Regions from separate parts of the Mus musculus genome. Here regions 1 and 2 are each linked to region 3. A link is a contact called in public HiChIP or PLAC-seq data. All regions are on one chromosome and are shown on one strand. Each heading gives the region's core, a stretch centred on a gene start, on an enhancer-like site or on the middle of the called end of the contact. The rest is flanking DNA. Distances are from core to core; before and after follow the strand shown. Region 1 overlaps Gm35941 (a long non-coding RNA gene). Region 2 has its middle 3.5 kb from the start of Gm39359. Region 3 overlaps Smad3 (SMAD family member 3).

The links. HiChIP or PLAC-seq counts read pairs in DNA pulled down with a chosen protein or histone mark.
Region 1: an HNF4G HiChIP or PLAC-seq map of pancreatic cancer cells shows a contact between it and region 3. The contact joins two enhancer-like sites. A contact is called at or near these places in 1 of 15 datasets of contacts at CTCF or cohesin (CD8 T cells), 9 of 484 Hi-C or Micro-C datasets (B cells, double positive thymocytes, liver and 3 more), 7 of 115 datasets of contacts at active chromatin or transcription factors (the HPC-7 cell line, double positive thymocytes, effector CD8 T cells and 4 more) and 4 of 9 other capture datasets (adipose tissue, bone marrow-derived macrophages, liver and 1 more).
Region 2: a contact with region 3 is called in an HNF4G HiChIP or PLAC-seq map of pancreatic cancer cells. The contact joins two enhancer-like sites. A contact is called at or near these places in 1 of 15 datasets of contacts at CTCF or cohesin (CD8 T cells), 5 of 484 Hi-C or Micro-C datasets (the G1E-ER4 cell line, muscle stem cells and myocytes), 5 of 115 datasets of contacts at active chromatin or transcription factors (the HPC-7 cell line, effector CD8 T cells, embryonic stem cells and 2 more) and 3 of 9 other capture datasets (adipose tissue, bone marrow-derived macrophages and liver).

Annotation. Positions count from the first base shown.
Region 1 is chr9:63,773,743-63,776,442 of GRCm38.p6, forward strand. It overlaps Gm35941 (a long non-coding RNA gene), which reads right to left. Exons shown (of 4, transcript XR_870851.2): 3 at 848-972. Among named protein-coding and RNA genes, the nearest start is that of Gm35941, 5.7 kb to the right of the region's middle. Within about 2 kb of position 1,304, at least 25 of the 459 cell types and tissues checked have an H3K27ac peak or open chromatin away from gene starts, as enhancers often do. A contact at or near this core is called in effector CD8 T cells, liver and pancreatic cancer cells, where this site is marked.
Region 2 is chr9:63,790,826-63,793,525 of GRCm38.p6, forward strand. No RefSeq gene overlaps it. Among named protein-coding and RNA genes, the nearest start is that of Gm39359, 3.5 kb to the right of the region's middle. Within about 2 kb of position 1,291, at least 36 of the 459 cell types and tissues checked have an H3K27ac peak or open chromatin away from gene starts, as enhancers often do. A contact at or near this core is called in pancreatic cancer cells, where this site is marked.
Region 3 is chr9:63,705,312-63,708,135 of GRCm38.p6, forward strand. The region is part of intron 1 of Smad3 (SMAD family member 3); the gene reads right to left. Among named protein-coding and RNA genes, the nearest start is that of Gm51710, 25 kb to the right of the region's middle. Within about 2 kb of position 1,265, at least 219 of the 459 cell types and tissues checked have an H3K27ac peak or open chromatin away from gene starts, as enhancers often do. A contact at or near this core is called in effector CD8 T cells, liver and pancreatic cancer cells, where this site is marked.

The sequences.
Region 1 (2,700 bases), core at 54-2,553, 68 kb after region 3:
CCTGTGTGTACAGATGCATACGGAGGCCAACAGTCAATAGCAAGCATCTCCTTCAATCACTTCCCACCTAGCTTGCTAATCTTGTTCCTGCCTTCCCAGCACTGGGATCACAAGCCTGTGCTGCTTCATCTGGACTTGTAGACAGGTGCTGGGAATCCGAACTCGGGTCCTCATGCTTGTGTGGTGAGTACTTTGCCACTGAGCCATCTCCCCAGCCCCCTCTGGGGAGATTTGATTGGATCTTGACTCTACTGATGTGAGTGTTAGGGGACAATGCTTGCTTTGCTGCTTCTGCAAGGTCCTAGGATGTCCCTGAGCACATCACAGAAGTCTTCAGAGTTGGTTCCTCACCTTCCACCATGAGGTAATGAAGGGAAGGCACCCATGAGGCTGACAGACGCTGCCTTTTCTCCCCCTAAGGTTTATTTTTATTTATGTGTTTGTGTGTGGGCTTGCTCATATGAGGGCAATGCCTATGGAATCCATAAGAGAACACAGAAGAGGGCATTGGATCCTCTGGAGATGGACTTATAGGAGGTTGTGAGCCACCTCATCTGGTGCCAAGAACCAAATTCAGGGCCCCTGAAAGAGCAGTAGGTACTCTTAACCACTGAGCCATCTCTCCAACCCTGACACCCTCCTTCACAGCACCCATCTTTCCCATCCATCTCCCACACACCCAGTCACCTCCAGGAGTGTAACAATATCTGTCCATATCCTTATTTACACAGTGGCTCTGCAATGCCCTCCCCTGGTCCACAAACCTCCCTGTGCAAGATCAGGCTTCGAAGTTGAAGGCACTTAGTTCAAGCCAGAAGAACCATGTGTGCTAGAAGAACCCATCTACCTCATGGGTGTGTCTTTGTCTCTCCAGAAGAGGATCATGGGAAGAAGGTCTTTTTCTTTCTAGCCCTCAGCCTTCCCTAGGCTCAGGGCAAGGGGCTTCTGCCTTTTCACCAGAGGGCTCCATAACTAGGTGCAAAGGAAAAGAGGCTTTGAGTTTTGCTGCTCAGGGTCTAAAACTCCATTTCTCTGTGCTAGCATGTAGCATATATGAGGCCCTGGGTTTCATCCCAATACTACAAAATAAATAGAGAATAAATAAGACTCGGTGGCTTGCTGGTCTTGCCCAGGTTAGGCCAGGGTTACAGTATGAGCAGGTTTCCCCGTCCCTGGGTAATGCCCTTGCACATAACTCACACATGAGGAACGAATGCGGCCATGTTTGTGCAGAGTTTATTTAGATAAGAAAGCAGCCTCAGCCTCCTGGGAGGGGCCACCGCAGAGGGCAAGGCACAAGTTAGTTATTAATCACCATCTGCAGGAAGGCAGAGTTCTTAAGGCACAGAGCAGCAGAGCAGGCACAGTGCTAGAGTCAAAGGCCTGTGTCCAAGTCCCCATAAATGCCAGGTAGGGTGGTGGCCAGCCTGTCATTCCAGCCTCGGAAGGCAGAGAGGAGTCCCAGAGCAAACTAGCAACAGAGTCTACGCATATGGGTGAGCTCTGAGTTTGATTGAGAGTCCCTGAATGAGGTGCAAGAGCAATCATGGATGACTCCCAACATCAGGGCTCCACAGGCATGGCTGACTCCATGTGCCTGAAAGTGAGGGCTAAAACATAGCCTTAAAGCTCAAAACTGAGTCTGCTCTGGCTAGAAGCAGGTGTGGGCCTAGATCCAGGGCCTACCCACACCACAGTTGGCCACCCACCCACCTCCTTCTCTAATCCTACTCCTCAGCAACCCACAAGGTGCCTCCTCTAAGCTCTGCTTAGAGGTGCACCCAAGCCAGCCTCCATCTGTGGGGTACACACCCCAACTATGTTCTTACAAGGAGGAGTTTGTGCCAATGTTCTGAGAAGCTGTGACTTTAAGGGACACTGGGAACAACCCAGATGTCAATGCATAGCGTCAGTTGCAGTGGTGCGTGTACATGGAGCAACTTTGAATGTGAAAGTGAATGTGGGAGCCAAGGTGAGCAACTAATAGACAATAGGTCACATGATTTGACCATGTCATGCAAAGGTCACATGATCTGACCATGACATGCAAAGGTCACATGATCTGACCATGTCATGCAAAGGTCACATGATCTGACCATGACATGCAAAGGTCACATGAGTGGACCATGACATGCAAAGGTCACATGATCTGACCATGTCATGCAAAGGTCACATGAGTGGACCATGACATGCAAAGGCAAGCTGAGGGGTATGGGCGTTGGGTGAAGTCTACATAGATGCAGAACGATTGCACATGTTGGACGGCACAGTGAGTATGACGTTGGCTGTGGGAAACAACAAAGCTTCTAGAAGAAATCACAGGAGAATATCTATAACGTTGGGGAGGGCCACGTTTTCCTAAGGCAGGCACAAAAGAGCACAAACTGTAAAATAATGTCAGTAAAGTGGTCTTCATTAGCACTAAGAACTATTCATGGCAAAAAATATATATTGAAATGAAATTTGCAATGTTTGTGTTTAAAAATCTCATCCAGTGCTAGCATGGTGGCACACGTCTTTAATCCCAGTACTTGGGAGGCAGAGATCTCTATACATTCAAAGCAACCCTGGTCTATATATCAAGTTTCAGGACAGCCAGAGCTATACACAGAGAGAGCCTGTCTCAAATAAACATACAAACAAAAGAACGCTCCCCAGACTATACAATAGATTTCTATAAATTAATAAGAAAAAGACCCC
Region 2 (2,700 bases), core at 41-2,540, 86 kb after region 3:
ACCTATACCATGTCCCGTGTGAGTAGTGTTGAGATCCAACCCAGGGCTTGCTTCTTGCATACTAAGAAAGCACTCTTTGTGTGTGTGTGTGTGTGTGTGTGTGTGTGTGTGTTTCGAGACAGGGTTTCTCTGCGTAGCCCTGGCTGTCCTGAAACTCACTCTGTAGACCAGGCTAGCCTTGAACTCAGAAGTCTGCCTGCCTCTGCCTCCCAAGTACCCAGTTAAGCAAGCACTCTTAACAACTTAGCTCTATCCATCCCCAACCAGGCTGGCTTTGAGTTAGAACTTCAAATCCTGCTGCTTCAGCCTCTTGATGCTTAGATTACAGATATGGACTACTACACCAGAAATGATTTTTCATCCTGGCTCATATCTAAGATGAATTTATCTTGAGGGTTCTTATACAGAGAGCCCTGTTCACCCTAGAAGAAAAGACGGAGCTTCCCTGATACTGTGAGGGAAACAGTGGCTGTAAGCTTAGCTCGGCTGCTGTGGCTAAGCCTTATACCTCCTGGAGAGAAGCCAAGAGTAGCAGAAGGGTGATAGAAGAGTCAGGCCTGGAGGCTAGACCGAGCCCCTTGGCTCCAGCCGCCTGACCTGTGCTGGACATCACTTGCCAGCATCTGGGAAGGCAGGCACTCCCACCCTCCCTCCTTCCCTCTCTCCCTCCCTTTTTCCTACTTGCCCTCTGCCTCTGAGTTCAGGTCACTCTCCCTGACTGGCGTTCTGCCTGGGCCATTTCCTGTTTCCTGAAGATTTCTCTTCAGCATGTTCACGCTGTTTCTCAGATCATCCCCTACCCTGTCCAGAATCTTCCTGGAAAACGCCTACATAACCTTCAAAACTCACCTCAAGGACAACAGTGTCTCTGTCAGGCAGGGTAGAAAGACGGGGAAGTTTGGGGGGTGACAAAGACAGAGCTCCTTCCCTTAGAGTTCAGTTAAGCCTCTCACCAGCAAAGGAGCAAGAATTTCTTCTGAGTGACAATTGTTTACAGCTTTTCTCCCTTGCCAGCCATAAACCTGTCATTTTCTAGGAATCTCAACAGAAAAGCCATTTAACAGGGAAAGGACGAAAGCCCTTGTATAACTCCAGTGGCTCCTGGTCTCACCTTATCTGACATGATTTCATCCCTGGCATCTCCAGAGCCACCCTCTGATCTCATTTATCATAAGAGAAAGAAAAGGAGGAGGAGAAATGGGTTTCTTAGCAACCCTTGGAGAGCTACTAACATGACATATACAGCTAATGCTAACAATTAACTGTGACTCTCACTTGATTGCAATGTCTTACTCTCTCCTGCTGTGTCTCTGGATGCTCATACCCTGACCTGGAGACCTGGACATCCCTGTCTTTCCTCTGAGTGCCTCTTTCTCTTAACCTTCATGCTTAAGCCTATATTAAAATATATTGAATGAGGCCAGGCTGTGGTGGTACACAACTTTAATCCCAGTATTCTGGAGGCAGAGACAGGTGGATCTCTTGTGAGTTTGAGGCCAGCCTGGTCTACAGAGTGAGTTTCAGGACAACCAAAACCTGTCCAAAAAAAACTATTAAACTATTCTCTCCTATTTTCTCTCTCTTTCTCTCTCTCTCTCTCTCTCTCTCTCTCTCTCTCTCTCTCTCTCTCTCTCTCTCTCTCTCTCTTTCTCTCTCTCCAATGTCACTTCATCATAGACAATCCTGAAACTCCTTTGGTTTGGCCCAAGTCACAGTTTCTAGAAGTCTAGAAGACTCCTTAGGCTGTTGAGGATGGCACAGTGGAGCTGTGTCTCTGAGCCCCTCTGCTGATACCCTGACTTCCCAGATCCCCTCTGTACCTTCTTCTCTTCTATGTGACAGTAGTGACCACAAGAAGAGCGGTAGTGGTGATGGTGGCTTATACTAGTGGGCCACTCCTCCAGGCACTACTTGAGGCTCGTCCATCATTTCAACGAATCTTGATAAGAACCTCTGAAGAAGAGACATTCTTGCTTTATAAACAAGGAAACCAAGCCATAGGTGAGTGCAGAGTGTGCTTGATCTCCCAGGGGAGGCAATAAACGTGTTGGGGTTTGCCCGGGGGGACTGTCCTCAGATCCATGTCTGCAGCCACTCTGTTTTGTTTGTCCTTGCAGCCCCAGAAGCTGGCCCCAGTGGCACGGAAGAGACAGTGGTTGCCAATCAACCCATATCAGCGTTCATCTCAGACACCTCTCCCTCACCCGCCCTGGTCAGCTCCTTTCACCGAGCTGCCCATGGCTTTGAGGATTGCCCCCAGATGCTGCAAGCACCACCACGATGTGAATCCTTGCTGTGTGTCAGTCCTAATGCTGAGGACTTATGTCAATTCATGTCTTGGGATGAGGAGATAGCCCAGTCAGGAGAGTGCTTACCATGAAGGCATGGCTTCAGGACCCATGCCAACGAGCTGGATGTGGATGGAGGCTTACATCTGTGATCCAAGTGCTGGGGATGTGGAGACAAGGGGATCACTAGCATTTGCTGGCCAGCTGAATCAGGGATCTTCAGATGCAGAGAAAGGCAACGTTGTGAAAGTAAGGCAGCCAGTGACGACTGAAGACACGTGATCTCAACCTGTGCCCCCTCCCCAAGTCTGTGTCATTTGAACCCCAGACAGTATGATGAAGTGGTCTTTGTCCTTCCTTCCTTACAAACAAGAAAACCAAGGCTTTGTAGTGGCAATACCACTACCCCACT
Region 3 (2,824 bases), core at 15-2,514:
CAGAGACGATCAATCCTCTGTTCCTTGGGCTCAGGATAAAGTGAATGTTTTCCCTGCAGAGATCAACAAGTCTTGAGGCACCTGGCACCCTGGCACTCACTGATCCTGGCTTCATTCATTCATAGGACACGGCCTTTAAACAAAAAAGGTGAGAGCCTAACCAGCACTTCAGCTGTACCTGCAGTACACCTAAAAGCTGGGACAGGGGAGCACACATTCCTCTTTCCCAGGCTTGCTGGACACCAGAGGACATTCCTATCATACCTGTTCTCACGAGTGGTGGGACCTGCTAAGAGTCTGTCCACTCTAGCAGTCCAAGAGTCACCGCAGAAACATACTTAGCCCCATTCTTTAGGGACCTTCAATGTAAGTCCAACCTAATCACCCCAACTTTGGGATTCAGGGGCTAAGCACCTGCTGTGCACCAGATGTGGTGCCAGGACAGGACTGCTGGAATGGGGGAGGGGTGACGGCAGCACTGTCACACAGTTGCCCTGTGATGGGCCTTACAATATGCCAGGAGTGGGGGCTGATCTCTGAAACACATGATTTGGTCCTCAAAACCAATTCATGGGATTTGTCACCTGATTCAGGAATGAAAAAAAAAAAAAAAGATTTGTAGAATGCCAATGTCACAGCTGGCAGTCTTATGGCTTCCTCTTCACAGGGCAGGGTCTGGACAGAGAGCTACCCAACCCCCAAAGCCCTGTTCCCTCCCCAAAACTATCCTGACAGATCCTGGCTTAAAATCGAAGCTAGGAGCTACTCTCTCCATCCACTTACTTCTCTGGGGCTTAGTATTTTTCATCCCAGAACAGCAGATATTTAAGGAGACTTCCTCTGGTTTAGTCATAGATGTTTTAGGGAGACCTAAGGAAATCAGACGTCTTTCTGGTGACCTTAGAAGCTGAATGGACAAGGGCCTGCTGTCCTGCCTCCTTCGTGAATGCTCTCATCAGCATAAGAGAGCCTGAGTATAGCTGCCCCTGACTGAGCAGAGCTGCCCCTGTTCCAGCTCTCCCTCCCCACATACTCTCCCTCCTGCCCCTCTACAGCCCTTCACAGTTTCCAGGAGCTGCCCATCCAGGGCAAGGCAGGGACAAAAGAGAGCAGGGGACTAAAGTGTCCTCAGAGATGATAGGCAGGCTGGTGACTGGGGCCGGAAGTGCCAAGGGCCCTTGCTGGCAGCCAGCCTGCATCACAGGCTGACAGGAAACAGGAGAAGACAGCACTGAGGCCGCGTGGAAATCCCCACCGGGCTCCACGCCGGGGTTGTGACTCAGAGTCCTAGGCAGCCGGAGAGCTACCCTCCCACCCCAGCCCCCCAGGCAGGGTGGAGAAGAGGCCACAGGAAATAGGTCACTGTATCTGTGCACAAAGATGCAGGGGCCTGGCATCCACCAAGCTACAGATGCCAAGATGTGGGGCACTGACGAAGGGCATGGATTCAGGGACCCTGGGTCCCCCTGCAATCCTGAGACGTTCCTTTCTAAAGGGAGAGCTTCAGCAGCCGCCGCAGAGACCCACCCCTCTTTTAAAACCTGCTCTTCAGAGACTCAAGGAGTCCGTGAAGGATGGATCCTACCATCTACCCAGAGGCCAGACAACTCCACTCCACAGAGCTCAGCCCTCTCATTCCCCAGGATGGGCTAGCTGGCTCTTCAGGAGATCCCCCAAGAGACTGCCCAATGCAGTCACCATCCTAAGCAGGGACCTCTACCAGGTCTACCCTTCAGTCACAATGGCCGTGTGTTACAGAGGTCACATCTTTTGCTTCCAAAAAGGAAACAAACAGGATTCAAAAATAGAAACACTTTTTTGTTTAAAGGCCGTGTCCTATGAATGTTATGAGACTCAATGTCAAGGCAGGGGCTTGAGATACAAGAAATTCATCCCTTCTCCGATCCCCTCTGACACCCTAGGGAGCTCCAGGCCCTGGAAAGTGCCCAGTTCCTGACTGTGACATTGACATGATCAATTTCTTTGTCTTTATTTTTCTTCAAGATAGGGTCTCACTACACAGCCCTAGCCGGCCTAGAACTCACTGTGTACACCAAGCTAGCCTTAAACTCACAGAGATCCATCCACCTGCCTCTGCCTCTATCTCTGCCTCCGAAGCGCTTAGAAGAGACACATGTACCATCACACCTATAAAAATAAAACTAAAAGCTCAATATTGGACTGACAAGGTGGCTCAGTGGGTAAGGACACTTGCCCTGACTGTCGTCACCCAGTGGCCTCTAAGTAACGACATTCTTCTGGGTACCCTATGACATCAGCACCATTGCTCTGTCTCTCTGGCCAACCCGGAACTACTTCCACTCTGTCCTCCTGGACCTGACCTCAATCCCCCAAGACTCACAGTGTCTCCCTCATCTTTGACCTCTCCAGGAACTCTACATACATCCACCCAGCACCAGTCCAAGCTCCAAGTGATGGGTGCTGCACACACCTCTGCTGTGCCATGCACATCAGCAGGTATTGCACATGCCTGCACTGAGCCTTGCATATCAGTGCTGGCCTCAGAGAACACAGTAGTGAACTAGAGATAGGCCAGAGCTAACCTGGCAGGAGCCCCGGAGGTACTGCAACACTGGCAACAGGGCTGTGACATAAAGCCTGGCTCATGATGGCAGCACCCAGGCAGTAGGATGCTTGTGACTTTAAGACGATGTGTGCGGTACCCACACATGCAAAGCTGAGAGATCAAAATCTCAGCCAGATGTTGTCTTATTAGTTTGCTCTGAGATGGGGGTCTTATGTACAGAGATGAAGAGGCCCTGGAACCTGGAGACCTCTCACATGTGGTCAAGCTGGCTCTACA